Linked DNA regions of Gossypium hirsutum: region 1 is linked to region 2. Evidence: chromatin contacts called from public Hi-C data. All regions are on one chromosome and are shown on one strand. Each heading gives the region's core, a stretch centred on a gene start, on an enhancer-like site or on the middle of the called end of the contact. The rest is flanking DNA. Distances are from core to core; before and after follow the strand shown. Region 1 overlaps LOC107913881 (ABC transporter G family member 29). Region 2 holds the start of LOC107913882 (NADP-dependent malic enzyme).

Evidence for each region. A called contact is a pair of places that touch in the nucleus more often than the background predicts.
Region 1: a contact with region 2 is called in a Hi-C map of leaf, with 2.9 times the contacts expected there. The contact joins the enhancer-like site here to the promoter of LOC107913882 in region 2. A contact is called at or near these places in 15 of 34 Hi-C or Micro-C datasets (anther, callus, fibers and 3 more).

Annotation. Positions count from the first base shown.
Region 1 is chrD10:7,094,730-7,100,194 of Gossypium_hirsutum_v2.1, reverse strand. LOC107913881 (ABC transporter G family member 29) reads left to right here. Exons shown (of 21, transcript XM_016842550.2): 16 at 11-385; 17 at 459-592; 18 at 673-900; 19 at 1,005-1,176; 20 at 1,336-1,590; 21 at 1,684-2,115. The coding sequence ends at 1,956. Among protein-coding and RNA genes, the nearest start is that of LOC107913881, 8.7 kb to the left of the region's middle. Within about 2 kb of position 3,669, at least 9 of the 9 cell types and tissues checked have an H3K27ac peak or open chromatin away from gene starts, as enhancers often do. A contact at or near this core is called in fibers and leaf, where this site is marked.
Region 2 is chrD10:7,045,313-7,050,739 of Gossypium_hirsutum_v2.1, reverse strand. It overlaps LOC107913882 (NADP-dependent malic enzyme), which reads left to right and starts at 1,876. Exons shown (of 20, transcript XM_016842551.2): 1 at 1,876-2,185; 2 at 2,580-2,863; 3 at 3,347-3,467; 4 at 3,584-3,658; 5 at 4,045-4,196; 6 at 4,301-4,406; 7 at 4,493-4,558; 8 at 4,756-4,851; 9 at 4,948-5,019; 10 at 5,126-5,209; 11 at 5,292-5,390. The coding sequence starts at 2,156.

The DNA of each region.
Region 1 (5,465 bases), core at 2,420-4,919, 48 kb before region 2:
TATGGTTTAGACTTTTGTGGATCAAGTGATGAAACTGGTAGAGTTAGACAATCTGAAAGATGGTCTAGTAGGGCTGCCTGGAGTTACAGGGCTGTCAACAGAGCAGAGAAAAAGATTGACAATTGCGGTAGAGCTCGTTGCTAATCCTTCAATTATTTTCATGGACGAACCTACATCTGGGCTTGATGCAAGGGCGGCTGCTATCGTCATGAGAACTGTGAGAAACACTGTGGATACTGGTAGAACTGTCGTCTGCACAATTCATCAACCAAGCATCGATATATTTGAAGCCTTTGATGAATTGTTATTGATGAAACGTGGGGGACGAGTTATCTACTTTGGACGATTGGGTCAAAATTCTCAAAAGATTATTCAATATTTTGAGGTGACTTATCACCCTAAAAGTTGTTTATGAAATGATTTGGAGAAATCTGTAACTCATCCGAAACTTACTGCAGGCAGTTCCTGGTATTCCCAAAATTAAGGAGAAACAAAATCCAGCAACTTGGATGCTAGAAGTGAGCTCAACAGCAGTTGAAGCACAACTTGGAATTGACTTTGCGGAGCATTATAAGTCATCGTCTTTGTATCAGTAAGCTATTATTTAATGTTCAGAAGACAGTTTTTGACGCTCTTGTGTGATTCCAAGCTGACATATATGTGTTTGATTAGGCAAAACCAAGCTTTAGTAAAAGCGCTAAGCACACCACCTCCTGGAGCTAACGACCTACATTTCATCACTCAATATTCTCAGCCTATGTGGGGGCAGTTCAGATGTTGCCTCTGGAAGCAATTCAAAGCTTACTGGAGAACCCCTGACTATAACCTTGTCAGATTAGGTTTCACTTTGATTGCAGCTCTAATCATTGGATCAATTTTCTGGGGAGCTGGAACAAAACTGTCTGACTCAATCTTTCACTTCTCATTCACCATATGACTAAAAATTTTCAAAATGTCCCCTAAATGATGCATTCTGTTTTCTTTTTTATTGTTCTGTGGTTCAGGAAAAATGCAACTCAGCTTTCTGTGATAACGGGAGGCATGTATATAGCTGCCATGTTTCTCGGAGTTAATAACTGCCAAACAGCCCAACCAGTTGTAGCCATTGAAAGAAGCATATTTTATCGAGAAAGAGCAGCCGGAATGTACTCTGCATTACCTTATGCACTTGCACAGGTGAGAGGTAGTGAAGGCTTAATACTTTTTGGCACTTTGTTTCAAGAATCAATCACTTCAACGGGATGGAAACTCGTGTCAAACTATCAATGGCAGTGTGTTTTTGTCATTTGACTAATCTACTCTCATCTTATAAATTAATTTTGACGTGGCATCCAGGTAATAGTAGAAATACCATTTGTGGTAACCCAATCTTCATATTTTACACTTATTGTGTATGCTATGATGAAGTTCAACTGGACGGCGAAAAAGTTCTTCTGGTTCCTTTTTGTTAACTTCTGCACCTTCCTTTACTTCACATACTACGGGATGATGGCTGTTGCCATCTCTCCAAACGTTCAAGTAGCTGCCATCTTAGCTGCCGCTTTCTATTCACTCTTTAATCTTTTCTCCGGCTTCTACATTCCAAAACCAGTATGTTAACTTCTTTTGCAAGCAAATTATGTGTATTAATAATCCCAACAATGTGTGATGATAGAAATTAATTCATTTTCTTTGAAATTTCAGAGAATCCCTCCATGGTGGATATGGTATTATTGGATCTGCCCAATGGCATGGACAGTATATGGATTGATCACGTCGCAGTATGGAGATGACGAGCGCACCATAAAAGTACCAGGGATGAAGCTTGACCCTACTATTAAATGGTACTTAGAACACCATTTCGGGTTTCACCATGATTTCCTGAGAACAGTTGCTGTGGTTTTGGTTGTTTTCCCATTGTTCTTTGCATTCATGTTTGGGTTATGCATCAAGTTGCTGAACTTCCAAGTTAGATAGAGGAACATTTCTATGCAATCACTTCTTCACCTTTTAACATGTTATGACTATTTAGCTCAAGAATGGTCTTTGTAAATTGATGCCAAATGTATGAGATTGTTGATTATGTTTTCCAATACTACATGCTATTTCTAAATAAAGGAGTTTGATTTCTGTTTCCGGGTTATAGGGTGGACATATTTATTGGATAGGGTCCTAGTTCCTTTCAATAGGAATAGGAACTAGACATAAGAATAAGTTAAAATATGTTGTTAGTCCATCCACTTGTATAGAATTTGAGATTTAATCCATTTACTTTAAAAGTTAAAATTCCAATTTCCTATTTTTTCAATTTAAAAATTCTAATCCAATCATTATTATCATTAGTAGTTTCTATAAAAAAAATGTCAACTTAACATGTTTATTTTCTATCAATCATATCTCATATTATATGAGGACGGCTTAATTAAAAATACAATTTGACAAATTTTGACGGAAAATACTTATAATTTTAAGGATTTGATTGATATTTTTAAACCAATAAAATAGGAGGAATTTTTTTAACTTTAAAAGTACAATGATTAAATCTCAAATTTTATACAAATACAAGGGTTAACAAAATATTTTAACCTAAAAAAATCTCATCCATATTCCATGCTCATGCATGACTAAGACTATGATGATGCCCTATTTTAGTATCTAGAACTAATTAGATATAGAAGTGATTGTTATAGGTGGACACCAAATTTTATCCAGAGGGTTCTAATAGTAATGTGATGAGAAATTTATTTCTAATTCAAGTTTGTGTAGGTCCTTTGTTTCGATAAAGTTCAATTGTTTTTTCTTTTTGTAGAAAAGAGACTGCATTAAGCGATTACAACAATAAAATCATAAGTTAAAATGATCTAGACCTATTGCCATCTTCAACCAACAAACTTCTAACCAAAACCGACGGAACTGCAAACAAACAGAGCAAAGAGTCTCTTGTGTCAGCACATTTAGCCATGTGATCTGCAACTCTATTCTAATCTCTCAAAATATGTCAAATGCGAAACTCTCATCTTCGACACAACAACTTATATAATAACCTTAATTCTATTAAAATACTATTAGTTCCTCCACCAGACAATAGAAGTTCAATCAACAAAGCATTATCACACTCAACTTCAACCTTTCTGAACCCCTTCTCCCAAGCTATAAAAAGGCCTTCCAACATCGCTCTTGTTTCAAATTTAAAAACAGATTCTTTGTCGGAACTCATCATATAACCCCACAACCAGTTTGCATTCGAATCCTTAACACTCCTCAAATGGAAGCATTTTTCCCACTAATCGGCACCTCTCCATCTGAGTTAAGCTTTATCCAAGCTGTTTCTAGAGGTAACCAACTCGAAAGGATCATCACGGTTCTTGGCAGTTTCATTTTCACATCTAAATCCCGATAACTCCTAGCCTACGTGTAACTTGTATCCACGATGACTTGGGTGCACCTGTGACTATTAAAAAAAACAGACCTATTCCTATTTTTCCAAAGTAGCCAACATAAAATGACAAAAAGAGTTTGCCACTCAATATCATTGTACAAGTCCAAATTTGCCTGGGCCCAAAACCACAAATTATCAGCCCAAATCAGAAACCCAAAGCCCAATAAAATAAGCCCAACTACCCAAACCCAATTCAGCCCAAAATTACCCTGGCCCAACAGAAGTCAAACTAGGGTTTCAGCTTTTCTGAAACCCTAGCGCCGCAGCTCTGTCTTCTGCCACCGCTATGCCGCACGTCCCATCGGCCACCCCCACCTGCATCTGACTAGCGCCGCACCTACCGTCTGCCGCCACCTGCTCTACCAAGACCTGTAAACACGCAACAAAGAGAAGCAGGAGCAAAGAGAAACAAGTCCAAAAATGGCAAAAAAATTTAGATTTTCTTTCGGCTATAAAGCCGATTTGCAAAAGTAGAAAAGGGGGGCTTCATCACTGTAATCGGGTCTTTTCTTTTTCTTTTGTAACATTTTCACAAAAATACAACGAATTAATAACAAGAAGATCAAAAAGCAAAAAAAAAAGGTTGATCTCAGTCTATTTTCTTTTCTGTTCTTGCGTTTCTTTTTTGTTTATTTTCTTCCTTTTTTTGTTTATTTTCTATAAATTTTTAAACGAAACAAAAGAGAGAAAGGATCATTACCGGTCTCGAAAGCCTGTCCCCGGAGACCGTCTTCAGTGCTGGAATCAGACCGAGAAATGGATGAAAGGTCTCTCCTTTTTCGGCTCGTTGCGTCTGGAGGATCGGGCCTTAAGGTGGAGGTCGAGAACGGGGTTAAAAACCCCACTTTTCTTGCTCCGACCACCGCCCGTGACGGAGCCCCGGCCTCAGAACGGCCGCTCGCCAGCGTGGCCATGTTTGGCTGGTGGAAACTTTGAGGGAAGGAGAGAAAGGCTTGTTTTTTAGTTGAAATTAAAAATGAAGCAAAAAAAAATTTTGGTTTTAATAAACATTTCAAAACGGCACCGTTTTACCCCCTCCTACCCGCGCGTTGACCCGACCCGCAACTCAGGGTCCGCGCTTTTTGTGCGGGTGGGTTATTTTCAGTCCAGGTCCTTCCGCATTTTCTATTTATCTCGATTTCATCCTTTTGCTTATTTATTTGTTTTATAAATTCGGCTCGTGATTTTAGTTTCTGTTTCGATTTGGTCCTCAGACCATATGCTACCCTTCCGTTAAAACGGCGCGCTTGAAGGCTGGGAATATTTTCCCAATCAGTCCCTTCCTTTTGACGCGCGTTTTACTTCAGTACTCTTCGTTTTTTTATTTTTGAATTTACCCGGTACTTTCGTTTTTATTTCAATTTAGTCCCTTTTTTTTGCAGTTTTATTGTTTAATTAATTATTTTTATATTATTGTTATTATTATTATTACTATTTATTATTATCAGTTTTATTTTCCTTTTATTTATTCATTACTATTGTTAATATATTAATTAGTTTTTATTATTGTTTTAGCTTTATATATATATATAGATGTTTACATACTCGTATATTTTTATATTTTATAATTTATGTATACATGTATTTATATCTATATACATGTTTTTTAATTCTTATAAGTGTATATATTTATATATTTACGTACTTATATTTTTTTTTGTACTTTCTAATTTGTATAGATATATACATACATATTTTTAATATATCTTTAAACATGTATATAAATTATCATATTTGCTTGTATATATACGTATATATTTTTATTATTTTTAAACTTTAATATGTACATACATATATATATAACATATATTTGTATGTGTGTGTATATACATAATTATATTTTTCTTATATATATTTAATTTACATACATATCTACATATTTCTACATACCTATTTTATAAACACATACAAATATATCTTTTTTATAACTTTGTTCATTCTCTTTATTTGTTTATTTATTTACGTTTACGTCTTTATTTTAAAAGAATATTTTAATTTTATTTGCTTATACTTGTATTTTTTGCATATTATCATTTGCCCTTTTCAT
Region 2 (5,427 bases), core at 627-3,126:
TAGTTCAAAAAATATATTATATATTATATTATATTATTTATTTTGATTAATATAAAAATAATAGTTAAAAATACATTACTAATATAAAAATATATTATATATTATTTCATTTAATTAATTACCTGATTTTAAATTAAATTAATCGATAACTGAAATTTTAAAAAATCATTAACTAACCTTTAACTGAATTAAATTCAGTCATCGACCGATTAAATTAATTTAATTTTAACCGCTCATAATTTTAATGCCTAAATTATCTTTATTGATTTTTTATACTACCTAAAATATATTTACTAATTCCTAAAATCTCTTTTTTTTATATATAATATATAGAATATTGTAAAGGTAAAATGCAGAGCACGTGGGATGATATTAAGAAATTCCCGAGTCATATTATTAATAAAAACAGCAAAGCACTTGGTTTTATTATGTGGGATCTACTTTTACATATCTCTCAATTACTTGGTTCTCATAACACCAAACTACTTGGTTTTATTGATTAAATAATTCACCATTTCGCAAAATTAGTAAATTACCAATTTATTATTATATTTAAGTTTTAAAAATATTTTATTGTTAATTTTATGAATAATTTATATTAATTACGTAAAAAAACATTTAAAATTTATATTTTATCTACCTTAAAAATATATTGTTAAAAGGAATAACCATGAATCCCAAAAATAAATTACAAAATGAGCATGAAAACTAAAAAACAACCATATTTGATAATAACATAAATTACTAAAAATTAACGAATCCCTTTTTTCATATTTTCTTTATCACACTTTTTAAAAATAATTTTCCTTAAAAAGCAAAATTGGAAAACACATTTCAAAATAATAATTAACTAGCTCTAGAAAAGCCACGTCAGACAAAAGTTATCAGCCACATGAAATAAAGAAACCGACAGACAAAAAGGCCCAGAACCAGAAACTAAAAATCAAATGGCTGTCATGTTACAGTGGTTCAGAAAGTTGGCTTCTTCTTCCTCCCAATGTCTTTATTTTTGTTTTACCAAAGGGAATGAAGGAGGAGGAGGAGCTCACTATGTCTGCTTTCCTAAATCTCCCCTACAATTTACTTTGTCCTCATGCCTGCTGCTGCTTTCCTAAATTTATATTTTATAAAATTAATATAACATTTTAAAAACATTAATGTAACAAAATATACATCATCTAGATATGTATGTTTAATCTGTTTCCTTTCAATAACATTGAAATACTGGTAAGAAGAAGGAAAAGAAATACGCATATAAACAGACGACAAGATTTCATGAAGACGACATTCCCGAAAATCTTGGAATTGACATGAAAAATTGCCGCACACAACTGCATGAAGAAGACGTTCTCAGACTCTTTCTTGGCCATAAAATTTGATGAAACGAATCCTGCGCTTTTTAAATATGTTTCAACCATCATAACATGACAAATCTCACTATAAATCTCGAAGAATTCTTAATCCAAGGGCTGCAAAACTAGATTAAAAATTGTTTTCAATGTACTAATGCAGAATATTTCGAAGCAGATCCTCATTAATTTTATCTCAAAATTTCTCCTCATAATTATATAGTTCTTTTTTTTAGTAAAATTTCCGACTCCCGAAACAAAAGAATACTTAAAAAAAAAAGAATTATTTTGTTATTATTATGATTTACAAGTTGACGACCAATCAAGCAACCAGTGTCTGGTTGTTCAGAAAACCAAACCCGAACTCATCAGCTCAACACACCTAAAACATACAGCAATTAAACAAGATTCGCAGGAAGTTGGCTTGGGTTGGGACCCACTCTTTTTGGACGTCCTACTTGAGGGGACGGTGGTGGCACTTTCGTAATAAAGGGACAAACTCAGCTACCCACTTGTCATTTGCAGTCACCAAAAGTCTGCTGAGGGTAGCAGAGAGGGATAAAAACCGGACACGTTTTTTAGGATTCCTCCTTCTCTCCCTCATAGATACAAAATCAGCGGGTAGAGAGAGAAAGCAGAGTAAGGGAAGGGAAAAGGAAGGGAAAGGGAAGCTTTATATAACCCATCTGCTTTCTCTCTAAACTCTCTTCCTTTCCATCTTTCCTTTCTTTGCTTTGCTTGTTTCTATTGAGAGATTTCCACTAACAAAAGCTCTAGACTCTTGTCTTCCCACATTTTCTCTCACCATGATTTCCTTGCACAGAAGCTGTTTTCTGGTAATTTCTTAATCAACCCATTCTTCATTTTCACTACCCATTTCCTATAATTTATTTCTAAACCTTAATCATTGTTATATCTCTTCCTCATGTTTCGTTTTTTTTTCTCTGGTATTTTTCTAGTTTGAAAATCACATGAGTTTACCTTTTTCAGGGTCTTTCCTTTGTAGCTCTTTTACAATAATAAAAATTTCCTTCTTTTTTATTCCTCCTATCTGGTTTTGCACATCTTTGAAAGATATTCAACATCTAAGGCTTTCTTTTATGACATTAAAGATCTCAGATTTACCACAAATACATATATATATATTTAAAAAGTCTGTTTTGCTTTTTATTTGATTTCGTTACTGACCTTTTCTTTTCTTTTTTTTTTATGGGATGGGGGGGGGGACAGAACAACACTGGCATTTCTGGGTCATCAAGCCCTTTCTCATACAAGCTGAAGAAGCTGCCACCAGCTTCTGTCAAAGTCACAGCTTTAGGCCCCAACAGGGATCGAAACAGCAGCGTTTTGATTGAAAACAACAACCCATTGAAAGAAATAAAAGAAGATGACACTTCTTCTGTTGCTGATGTGGACCCCAATCCTACTGTTACCGGCGAAGACCGCGACCTCTACTATGACGCCGCCGCCACCGACGATCAACTTGTCACCCCTTGGTCTCTCTCTGTTGCCAGGTAACATTCGATTACTTTCCTTTGCACTAATATCTTTCTCGTGTAATTTTTATTTATTTATTTGGCTTTTCCCACCTCTATTATGAGCTTTCTTTTTTCTGGGTATGACATGATGGTTTTTAAGATTTTTCATATATGTTTGACAGATCTCTTTTTTGTCTAACATTTAAATAAGAAGGTGATCTTCTAAGTGTTGGGTCTTATTTTATTTTCTGGTCTTCTTCTTTGTGTTTAAGTTCATGGTTTTCCTTTTGATGTACTTGTTGTGAACTCTTTGTTTTGTATTGAATGTTAGATCATGATGTTGTGGCCAACAATAATTTTACCAATTCAGATCTTTGATTTGTTGTTTTGTCTTTGTGTTGGTTGTTAGATATGATTGAAATTCCTAGGAAATAAATGTTACGTTTTTTGAACTACTCTAATTTCAAAAATCCAATTAATTATACTTTCAAAGACTAAGCTCTTCTTCATGCACTGCAGTGGGTATTCGTTGTTGCGAGATCCTCACCACAACAAAGGACTCGCCTTTAATGAGAAAGAAAGAGATTCTTATTACTTGCGTGGTCTTCTTCCCCCCACAGTTATTTCCCAAGAACTTCAGGTTATCTACCCTGCTCGTACATCTTTTTTGACTTCACTTGAATCATTCTGTTGAATTCTGTTCATTTTCCTTAACCCTTGCTATGTTTAATGAACTATTTTACCACTACTCACCAGGTGAAGAAAATGATGTATAGTATCCGCCAGTATCAAGTTCCTCTGCAGAAGTACATGGCCATGATGGATTTGCAGGTAACCGTTTGCTCTAAAGTCGTAGGTTTCTGGCTGGAATTATTGCAGCATGTTTCTTGAATGTCAAATATGTAGCTGCACCCGATGGCATGATTTTATTTCTCTTTAGTTCATCATATTATATGAACAATATGTTTGAATTTGTGTAGCTTTGTGCTATTATGTTTCCTCCTATTATTGTGAGATTATGATTTTTATTTTCTCTATTTAATTTCACAATCTTTCCTCCTTGCTGTTAGTTCCCATTCTTATTCTGTTTTAAGTGTTTCTAAAAATTTTTATTCGGACTATCGTACTCAGAAAGAAATAATACTTTATGCTTTTATCAATTGCTGTTAATGACTTTAACACTTCTGAATTGATTTCGGTTTCACTTTCATTTTCAGGAGTTAAATGAAAGGCTGTTCTACAAACTTCTGATCGACAATGTTGAGGAGTTACTGCCTGTTGTCTATACCCCAACTGTTGGTGAGGCTTGTCAGAAATATGGGAGCATCTTCAGGCGCCCTCAGGGTCTTTTTATCAGTTTGAAAGAAAAGTACGTTTCACATAGAGAATTGGTTCCTCGGATTATAGCTGGCATCGGATTCTTGAATTTGAGCTTCTTTCCCGTTGTATTACACTGACTTGTGTCCTTTGCAGGGGGAAGATTCATGAAGTTCTGAGAAATTGGCCTCAGAGGGATATTCAAGTCATCGTCGTCACTGATGGGGAAAGGATTTTGGGTCTAGGGGACCTTGGCTGTCAGGTATAAATACTCAGAGACATCTAATGATAACTGCCTCTGTCTCTCACATGTGTTATTGACTTGTTAATGGTAATTTATATTCTCAGGGAATGGGAATTCCTATAGGGAAGCTCTCTTTATATACTGCACTTGGAGGAGTTCGTCCTTCTGCTGTAAGTATATGTAATGATGAGTATTTACTACCCTTTGCTTTATTACTAAAGGACTGATGGAAGGCTTCTTTACATATTGCTTTTATTAAGAGGTTATGAATCCGGACAAGCCTCATAATGATCTGTATCTTACTGTTAACCATGTTTGGCAATATTTTCCCTTATGCTATGGCTGATACATTAGCTGCTGTTTGCAGTGCTTGCCTGTAACCATTGATGTGGGTACAAACAATGAGCAATTGTTGAATGATGAATTTTATATAGGGCTTAGGCGAAGGAGAGCTACTGGGCAGGCACGTAATCTTATTGTACACTTGTTTTGCTTTAGTTATGAAGGCAATCAGATTTTGTTTTTAATACTAAAGAGGTTCTGTTCTTCTTGACTCTAGGAATATGCCGAACTTATGCACGAATTCATGAGTGCAGTCAAGCAGAACTATGGGGAAAAAGTTCTCATTCAGGTAAGTTAACTCGAGCGAGATATGAATGGAATATTGGCTGGAATATATGATGTGTTTGTTTATATGTTAAGTTCAATGTTTTCTGAATCTTTAACGATTTTTGCAGTTTGAAGATTTTGCAAACCACAATGCCTTCGATTTGCTTGCTAAATATGGCACAACTCATCTGGTTTTCAATGATGATATTCAGGTTACCATTTAATCTTAATTTTCTTAAATCAATTAGGATTAAACATCTCATTTATGATATGGGAAAATTACCCCTTTTGCAGGGAACAGCATCTGTGGTCCTTGCAGGGCTTGTTGCTGCACTAAAAGTAGTCGGTGGAACCTTGGCTGATCATAGATTTTTATTCCTTGGTGCTGGAGAGGTGAGCTGTTATTATAACTTGTTGAAAGTCTTGGTTC